Regions from separate parts of the Rattus norvegicus genome. Here region 1 is linked to region 2. Evidence: chromatin contacts called from public Hi-C data. All regions are on one chromosome and are shown on one strand. The core of a region is the stretch at or near the end of the contact, and the rest is flanking DNA. Distances in the headings are between cores, read along the strand shown. Region 1 overlaps Ttc39c (tetratricopeptide repeat domain 39C). Region 2 overlaps Lama3 (laminin subunit alpha 3).

Region 1 (4,935 bases), core at 679-3,178, 170 kb after region 2:
TACACGGGCTGTACCCTGACCAAATGCCTTGGCTAACACTTTGTATCTTGAAATCCCACCTCCAGTCAAGGCTATAGAAGCCTGCCCTCCTAGCCATTCAGGGTTAGACAATGAATTGGAAGGGCTTTGTAAGGCAGTTGGCCATTCTCAGTATCTGAGTAGAGTTAAAAAATAGAAGAGACGACAATGTATGCTGCTCTTGTTGAAGACCCGAGTTCAGTTCCTAAAACCCATGTGAGGTGACTCACAGCCACTCAGAACTCCATCTCCAGGGGACCCGACACCATTTTGTGGCCTCTGGACACCTACATTCATGTGCACACACCCACACAGCAACATAAACATAAACATATACATATGATTAAATTAATAAAATCTTGTTTAAAACAAACAGTCCCCAATCTTCTTAACAAAGTTGCTAAAACACATCAGAACTTGACCAAAAATAAAAATAAGTAAATCGAATAATTGCACGTCTTGGTGTCCAGTGTCCATGTCTTCAGTAGTGTATGGGATGTTGAATACATTAAAGGAGGCTGTAATATACTGCATAAATCCCAGCATATGATACAAGTGAACACATGGTAGTGGTGCTGTGATGTGTATCCCCTAAAACCACAAGCAGTTCGGCTGTTAGGAACAGTTTCCAAAACTGGGGTCAAACCCCGACAAAGCCTGTCTTTGGATGTTGTGATGAAGATGGTGGACTCTTTGCACTTATAGTTTCTACAGCCTTGAGATAAACCAACCATGGATTGAAAATACCTGACGGAAAGGAATTCCAGAAATTTCTAGAAGACAAAATTAGCATTTGCTATGCATCAAGTATTATGCTGAATTGACACAAATGGAGCAGTGTTGTGGCTTTATATGATTTTAGGTAATCTCAGTGACTGGAGGCTATGGAGGGTGTGCATGGGTTATCTGTACATACTGAGCATCTGAACCATGAGGGCCTGGACTAGTGTCCCTGAAAACCAGCGACAGTCCTATTCCTTTCTGTGTAAATAGAAATCAGTTCGAGAGATAAAGCAGTTTTATATCTTCATAATCAAGAGATAATAACACATGGCATTGTGGGACAGAGTCCAGAGAGCTCGCACACTGCAGGACTGTGTGCATCTGTGGCCCTGGTCCTGTCTGTGATAGAGCACACACTGCAGGTATAGCTTGGGTCAATTCCAGGTCCCACGGTTTTCTAAATGTCTTCATGAGAAACACTGGGACTGGGAGGCTCAGGACAGGCTTCCTTGTCTGTAGTGAGGCCAGGGCTGTGACAAACACCACAGCGCTTGGGCTTCACTAACGGGCTGCAGAAGCAGGAGACTGCCCAAGCGGAAGCTGTGGCTGTGTGGCATAGTGGAGAATGCAGAACCTCAGTCCCATCTGTAGTCGCAGGTACAAGTTTCCCTGGGGCAGGAAGAGCCCCCAAGTTGAATCCCACAGGTTTGTCATCTGAAGCACCAGTTTTTCGTGGTCACACACATGCTACTTCTAGGTCCCATATAGTTCCTAGAAGCATTGTCAGCCCCAGTTCTCCTGTCCCTTACTGGGCACATACAGAGCCACCTACCCAGTACAGAACTAAACTGCAGCTCCTGGGCCTCTGTAGCCTTAAGGTCTGTTTCCAAAGCCTAGATTCTCTAACCTGTTGTTACTCAAGTCTTCTCAGCTGTGAACCTCAGGTACTGACTTATCAGTGTTCTCCCCAGATATCCAATAAGCTTTTTAAGATGTCCACTGTACAAATTAAAACACAGGTCTTTAGAATTAAAAGGCCCACATCTCCAGAAAGGAGGACATAGTTGTTCAAAAGCTACATAGCTTTAAAAGACCACTTTCTCACATGCGGGACAGACAGGAGGCCTTGTGGTGACTCTGCCCTTCTTGTATTTAGAAGCAACTGGCAGGGCCCCATAGTACAGAGCACTTCTGTTCCCATTCTCAGTATGACATCAGCTGCATGTTAGCTCAGCCTGTTTTCACAGGTTCCCTGCACATCAAGATTCCTTGCTGGGTGGGGCATTTCAGGAAAAATCTGTCTGAGCCTGAGACTTCTCACTCTCGGTGAGTGAAGACTCCCCACATAAATACCACATCTGCTTTAGGACTGTGTCCTGCCGTGACTGTGCCATTTCCCCCTGAGCTTTACTTTGGTACAGCGTACCATAAGATTGCCATCAAGGACACACAGATTCGAAGAGCCTTATCCTTGATCATTAGTAAGTCTTTCTAACATGATTTGCATCCAAGTTCAGGTTGAATTTGCGAACTGATAGAGACTCCTTAAAAAAGCAGTTGATTAAAGTAAAATCTGCTGCGTGGCCTCTTTAGGGTTTTCCCAGTAGGATGAGTCACTGTGAAAGGCTTCGAGTGGCTGTTTTTCCATCCCTTATTCTGAGCAGTGAATTGCAAAATCTCAAGTTATGCTGTGTCAGGGAAATTGGTGGAATATCAAGAAATGAACTTGATACTCTTCTGTCTTGCAAATCCCGCTCATCATCTCTGGTTGAAACCAACCTGAAGAAGGGGTTGAGATCCTCAGATCTGTGCGGTGGGACAGGACTCTAGAATGGAGCTGCCTGGAGACCCACCTGGGAGAAACTGAGTTCCACGTCACAGTCAGTTTCACATTCGTTTAATTACTCAGAAAAGGAGTTCTGTTGACATCTGAAATGCCATTCGCGTCAGCTGTCAACCCCATATGTGATCCAATTTTTCTGTTGTTATTTCCACATAGATGATTGATGATACACTTAGTAGCTTGAGTTATGGAGATTGCAGAGTGAGCAAGCTAGAAATCACTTTCTTAAAGTAACACAGAAGGAGAGAAGGGACCATGGAAGTAGATGTGGTCAGCTCAAGGAGCTTCGCTGAAGTTGGGACTACAGAGGGGGACAATTAGAGTTCGTTCCTGTTCTGGAACAGTCACCACTGGTGAAATAACACGAAAGTGGGGGGCACGGATGCGCTGCACAGCCCTCTCATGTCTTGGGCCTGGAGTGAGCCTTGAGAGAACATAATGAAACTGAGGAGCTCTCTTCTGAATAGAATAATTTTAGACTGCAAAACAACAGAAACTCATCACAGAGCCATTGATGTCTAGGAAATGATGGTGGAGAAATTTTCAGAATAATGAAGTAAACACTGAGATGCCCTACTGAGATGGTCTGCAGGGAATGCAAGGCTGTCTCAGTGAGCGGCAGACACCTGCAGAGCTCAGACTCCATCCCAAGGAACCAACCTAACAAAATTTATTGTGCAGTGTCTAGCTTCACCTTCAACTGAGAGAGGAGAGAGAGAGAGAGAGAGAGAGAGAGAGAGAGAGAGAGAGAGAGGAGGAGGAGGAGGAGGAGGAGGGGGGGGGGAGGAGGAAGAGGAGGAGGAGGAGGAGGGGGGGGGGAGGAGGAGGAGGAGAGACGAGAGTTTGATTCCCAAAAGATCTAAATGAGCTTTTTATTTGGATAAACAGGTAGATTTTTTCACTTATAAAAGCATTGGCACGATTTTTAAGTTATTGCCACATATTTACCTTAAGATAAAAATAACAAAAATACCTTGATCAGTTTTGATGCTTTTTTAAATTTTTACTTTAATTTTATTATTTTGTTCATATGACGTTTTTGTTTATTTGTATGTATGACAGTGTACTGTGTGTGTGCCCAGTTGTGTGTGTGAGGCAAGCATGGCGGCCTCAGTTTGATTCCAGGAGAGGGCATCAGATTCCCTGGTGCTGGAGTTACAGATGGTTGTGAGCCGTGTGGGTGCTGGCCATCCAGTGCGGGTCCTCTAGAAACGCATCCTGTGCTCTTAACCACAACTCCCCAGCCCCAGTCTCCGTAATTTTAGAGCTCTGGTGGGAAGGACTGCAGTTAGTTGCCACATGTGACTTGGCTATCACCTTTGGAAACTAAACATCAGTCCTATCTCTGTGTGCTAATTGCAATGGATAGAAATGATTCCATCCCTTTTCTACTTGTATGTCTTAGGCAAAGAAGAAGCAATGGGAATGTATTTGGAAGGTATTTAGTACATGTTAATGATTTGGGAAAAATACATGATTGGTGTTTTACTCCCAGAACTATTTTCAGAACACAGCAACAACTCTAAATGACCACCAGAATGTAGCAATAATTGGACGTGAGTGAGACCTAGAGGAGCCTGAGTGGAGTTTGGCAGGCTTGTACCTACGTAGCAGATGGCTGCTCTTCCCTTGTAACTGTTGGTGGGTCAAGCACAGCAGTGAATGAGGATAAGGTGGTCAGTAAGTGCTCACTGTTGGGCAGCAGAGATGGCTTGCTGAGGAAACCACTTGCCACGCAAGCATGGCGGCCTCAGTTTGATTCCTGGTAGCTCACATGTAAAAAGGCCAGGTGCAGTGGTGTGTGCTGGGAGGCAGAGAGATGGGGAGTGGGATCCCTAGACTTCAGTAGCCATCCAGTCTAGCTTAATCAGTGAGTTCCAGTACAGGGAAGACTTTTCTAAACACATACATGAATGGGTGGACAAACAGACAGACAAGAACGGAAGACTAGCACTTGATACCTGAGAGCCTCACCTGAAGTTAACCTCTAGCCTTTATCACACCACTGAAGAGAATACCCTTCCTTTACTGGTGACGCACGCCTTTAATCCTAGCACTCAGGAGGCAGAGGCAGATGAATCTCTGACTTCAAGGCCAGCCTGGAGTAGACAGCGAGCTCCAGCACCTCCCCCCATGGCCGGTTGAAATGAAATGAGAAGATGTCCTGTCCTCGGTTGAGTGGTCTTGGCTTCCTTGCTGGACATCACTTGGTCAGCAGCCCTGGAATGGATTTCTGGGCTTTTATCTGCCCAATGCTTTTATAGTCTGCCTCTGCTGTTGGCTGCTTGCTAACTGTAGTTCACAGGGAGATTTAGGGGGAAGAGTGTGGCATTCAGCTTTGTGCATGTAAA
Region 2 (4,869 bases), core at 1,347-3,846:
GGAGTTCTATTAGGACAGCCACGACCTCATAGCTTGAGATGGGGCAGCAGGCCTGCAGGCCAGAGGAAGGGCTTCCTCAGGAGAGATGGCCATGATGGATAGTATACCTGGGGGTCCCGAGGGAAGAGGACAGGCCCTTCAGTTAACAGCATGCTGGGAGAGTTACAACACACCATAGGGCCTTAAAGGGAATAAAACAATCTTTGGTTCCTAGAGCCAGGGGAAGCAGTCTTGTTCTTAGAGTCTTTGGCACGTAAGTCCTGCTGCATGGGACCTGGCTGCACACGAGCAGTCAGGAAGGCCCTGAGGAGAGTCTGGCTGTAACTCAGGGCAGCAGGGGACGGGGCAGCTTGGCCTGCAGCTGTACTGTGGAGGACCTCTGCTATTTAAGAACTGCAAGGTCTGAGCTGCCTTCAGCTCTCTGCAGGGACACAGACCGATCTGGGGCAGGGAGTGCAGGAAGGTTTGTCATGTGACTGAAAGCTTCCTCAGGGACAGAAGCAGACTCCTTTATACTGACTTTATACGTGACTGAGAGGCACGGCTGGCAGCATGCTTGGATAGGCCTTTGGCAAACATCTTGTGCATTTCTGTACCCAGGCATTTAACTGCTGTGTCATGTGTTTGAGTTTGACAAATACACCAGTGTTCCAACACGATTAACCAAACCTACTTCTTTAACTCTTAATAGATGTGTGATCCATGCCTCAGTTTCTCCATTTTGCAGGGGAACATTTGTTCTGCATCTGTCTTTGGCATGATTACAAATTAAATTATGGGTGTTCCTCTTCCCAACCCTCCCCCCATTGCCGCTCTCCCCCCAACAATCACGTTCACTGGGGGTTCAGTCTTAGCAGGACCCAGGGCTACCCCTTCCACTGGTGATCTTACTAGGATATTCATTGCTACCTATGAGGTCAGAGTCCAGGGTCAGTCCATGTATAGTCTTTAGGTAGTGGCTTAGTCCCTGGAAGCTCTGGTTGCTTGGCATTGTTGTTCATAATGGGTCTCGAGCCCCTTCGAGCTCTTCCAGTTCTTTCTCTGATTCCTTCAACGGGGGTCCTATTCTCAGTTCAGTGGTTTGCTGCTGGCATTCGCCTCTGTATTTGCTGTATTCTGGCTGTGTCTCTCAGGAGAGATCTACATCCGGCTCCTGTCGGCCTGTACTTCTTTGCTTCATCCATCTTGTCTAATTGGATGGCTGTATATGCATGGGCCACATGTGGGGCAGGCTCTGAATGGGTGTTCCTTCTGTCTCTAGTGGCTGGCATTTTAAACACAGGGCTTGTTTTAGTTTTTTAACTTGTTTGTATTGTTGCTATAGCAGGATACCAGAAGCTGGGTAATTTATAAAGAGAAGATGCTTACTTAGGTCATGGTTCTGGAGGCCAGAGAGTACAAGATCAGGTAGCCATCTCTGGCAAGGACCTCTTTGCATAGCTTACCAATACTGAGGGTGCCACATGGTGGGAGCTTGCGCTGCAGTTCCAATTGGTCACTTGTTCCGAAGAAGAGAGGCAAAGATGGCTGGTGCTCCTTAATAGCCCACTCTCTAATGACTGACCCCACCCCGGGAGGGAAGAACTCACTGTTGCAAAGTGATGTTCATGAAGGCTCTGGCCCATAATATAACTGATTCTGTTAAGTTCTGCCCCCAAGACCAGGAGACTTAGTGAGGGAGGAGGAAAGGCTGCTTCTGAGTGAGAGACAGAGAGGGGCAAAGAATGAGAGACAAGGAGCTAGAGAGACAGTCAGAGCACGAGAGTGAGAGACAGAGAGACAGAGAGACCTAGAGACCTAGAGACAGAGAGTGAGCCATGGTGGCAGGGACATTTTAAAGGGTGTGCATGGCACATTTAGCAGCTGGAGATGACATGGCCCCTGGTGCTGAGTCACTGAAGGCAGGCTGGGGTAAAGCTACAATGCAGTCCAAGTCCAAGAGCAGGTTGCGTCACTTTCTGCCGAGGCTCTTCTGGTCTGTCTGGAGCTAGGGACACGCAGGCACGGCTGGAACAGTTTGGAATGCTGGTCAACCTGGGGTTAGCCACTTTGAAGCTGTCTAGGATGCAGATTTTGAGGGAACAAAAAGAGTTGGCAGGTCGGTGGAACAAATATATATTGGGGCTGAAGAGAAAGTTAAGGAGTTTAGGGGGGAATTTATTCTTAGATGTACATTTGAAACTTTTAGGCCCATGGTCCTCATAGTTGAGGGAGGGGTGTCCCAAGTCCAGGGAAAGGGGTGATGGTCATGAGGAGATCCCACCCTCAGGAATAAACAGAATATAATTATCTGGAGTCCATTTGACCCATCGAGAGGTAGATTCAAGTTGATTCACTGAAGCTTACTAGGGTTTTTTAAGTTTACAAAAGGAGATGTTTTAGATATGTTGGCATCACCACTGTTTGTGATCTGTGCTGAAGTCCACACTGTAGAAAAGGCAGCAGACTCATTCCTTTGGGTCATAGTAGAAGCCTGGGGACCCAAAACGATTTTAGGTTAAAAGCATGAACACTCTTACCTCTATCCAGAAGACTGTGTGTACATAGATAAGACAGATGACATTGGCACCATGAGAAGCACTTTTAAGTCTATATTTAGAAGGCAACCAAAGGGAATTTAAAATCTTGATCGTGTGACTAGGCAGTGCTTAACACAGCTAGGTTAATAGCTTATCAAAATGCCACTGGTTAATATTACAACTCTGAATTTTTGAAGCCTTAGTGTAACAACAACATAGAGAGGGAAGGAAATCTGGAACATTTTTCACTTTTTTCTACCATAAGTCACTTTTTTATGCCTTTTAGCCACCTTAAAACATCTTCTTAGACCCTAAAACTTTTTCTTAGATCCCCACAACTTAAGCTTTTACATCTTCAGATCTTACATAAACTTTATACCCTTTTTCTATCCAATTACTTTCCATGAGACATAGGGTGATCACTGAGAGCAGCTGCTGTGAAGTGAGTTCCTGTAAATGAAGAAATGGTAAAATGTGTCACTGAAATCTGTTCTGTAGGATTACCTCTTTTCAGAGTCTGGTGGCAAGGTAAACTGTGTCTAGACCTAGGAACCTGTGTCTAGACCTAGGAACCCGTGTCTAGACCTAGAAAACTGTGTCTAGGCCTAGGAACCCGTGTCTAGACCTAGGAACCCGTGTCTAGACCTAGGAACCCGTGTCTAGACCTAGGAACCTGTGTCTAGACCTAGGAACCCGTGTCTAGACCTAGGAACCCGTGTCTAGACCTAGGAACCCGTGTCTAGACCTAGGAACCTCTGTGTCTAGACCTAGGAAACTGTGTCTAGACCTAGGAACCTGTGTCTAGACCTAGGAACCCGTGTCTAGACCTAGAAAACTGTGTCTAGGCCTAGGAACCCGTGTCTAGACCTAGGAACCCGTGTCTAGACCTAGGAACCCGTGTCTAGACCTAGGAACCTGTGTCTAGACCTAGGAACCCGTGTCTAGACCTAGGAACCTGTGTCTAGACCTAGGAACCTGTGTCTAGACCTAGGAAACTGTGTCTAGACCTAGGAAACTGTGTCTAGACCTAGGAACCCGTGTCTAGACCTAGGAACCCGTGTCTAGACCTAGGAACCCGTGTCTAGACCTAGGAACCCGTGTCTAGACCTAGGAACCCGTGTCTAGACCTAGGAACCTCTGTGTCTAGACCTAGGAAACTGTGTCTAGACCTAGGAACCTGTGTCTAGACCTAGGAAACTGTGTCTAGACCTAGGAACCTGTGTCTAGACCTAGGAAACTGTGAATAGACCTAGGAAACTGTGAATAGACCTAGGAAACTGTGAATAGACCTAGGAAACTGTGAATAGATCTAGGAAACTGTGAATAGACCTAGAAAGCAGTGTCTACCTCTAGGAAAGAAAGTGAAGCCCGAAGCCTGACTCTTATACAGGAAGAGGACTGCAGAGGCAGCTGAAACCTTGGTTGCTGCTGTTACACTGACAAATCTGTCACTAGCCTAGTCATCAACCTCATCAGAGACCTGAGAAGGATGAACTTCACCAGGGTAAACAGGAAGTGAAGACTAAGCAGCTTCCAAATTGATTAAACCAACAGAGACTTACAGGCTGCCAGGACAGTCACCCCAGGTTCCTCTGTGGTCGTTGGGGCAGAGGTCCCAGGCAGCACGAGTCTTCAGCTGCCAGAACCCAGAGGATCTGACAGACTTTCTTGTAGAGGAGGAGTTTGGTGGGACTGTCCCAGTGTCCTGCTTGTTCACAGTTTGGGCAGGGTCCTGGTGGCAGGCAAGGGGAAGGGCAGTTTTCTACCCCAGGACTGGCTTTGCCACATTTAAAGCAAGCTCCAGGTAGAGTTCTTCTGAGCCCATCATCTTCTCCAGAGGAGATCGGGGGTGCTGCTTGGCACTTCTGTCACAGGGAGACTTTTTTATTATATATTACATGCTCTATTTAGCAGGCCTCTGAAAAGTTTTGAGGACCATCTATCTATTAAGTATACATAAACAGACAACTTAGCTTGTTTTTAGTTACTTGTTTTAGGCTTAACTTTGAAAATATGTATGAGGCTAGATCAAGCTTATTCCTGTAATAAATTTTGTTAGTCTTGGCTTGACTACGAGTGCACTTCTGAATGCATTAAGGACTTGATCGTTTACAAGGTGGCTGATCACTAATTGCATGTCTTAGTTATCTTTAACAATATACAGTATATTTTTCTAAGACCAGGACTTTGCATCACATCCCCTTTAGGTTTAGTTTTGTATCAAAGCTTTTCTAATATCAAAATAAAGCTTTCAATCATAGATGCAGTCCATAGAGAGACTGGCAAGTTTACCTGTCATTTTATGGTGCACCATTACAAAATATTGACAGGTTTTGCGTGGCTTACTCAT

Evidence for each region. Hi-C and Micro-C count contacts between places; a contact is called where the count stands out from the background.
Region 1: a Hi-C map of the A7r5 cell line shows a contact between it and region 2, with 1.9 times the contacts expected there. The contact joins two enhancer-like sites. A contact is called at or near these places in 4 of 12 Hi-C or Micro-C datasets (the A7r5 cell line, Schwann cells, frontal cortex and 1 more).

The regions. Positions count from the first base shown.
Region 1 is chr18:4,089,358-4,094,292 of GRCr8, forward strand. The region is part of intron 1 of Ttc39c (tetratricopeptide repeat domain 39C); the gene reads left to right. Among named protein-coding and RNA genes, the nearest start is that of Ttc39c, 12 kb to the left of the region's middle. Within about 2 kb of position 1,929, at least 14 of the 93 cell types and tissues checked have an H3K27ac peak or open chromatin away from gene starts, as enhancers often do. A contact at or near this core is called in the A7r5 cell line, where this site is marked.
Region 2 is chr18:3,919,340-3,924,208 of GRCr8, forward strand. All of the region lies in intron 27 of Lama3 (laminin subunit alpha 3), which reads left to right. LOC134482906 (a long non-coding RNA gene) reads right to left here. Exons shown (of 3, transcript XR_010059621.1): 3 at 656-2,473. Among named protein-coding and RNA genes, the nearest start is that of Lama3, 120 kb to the left of the region's middle. Within about 2 kb of position 2,597, at least 11 of the 93 cell types and tissues checked have an H3K27ac peak or open chromatin away from gene starts, as enhancers often do. A contact at or near this core is called in the A7r5 cell line, where this site is marked.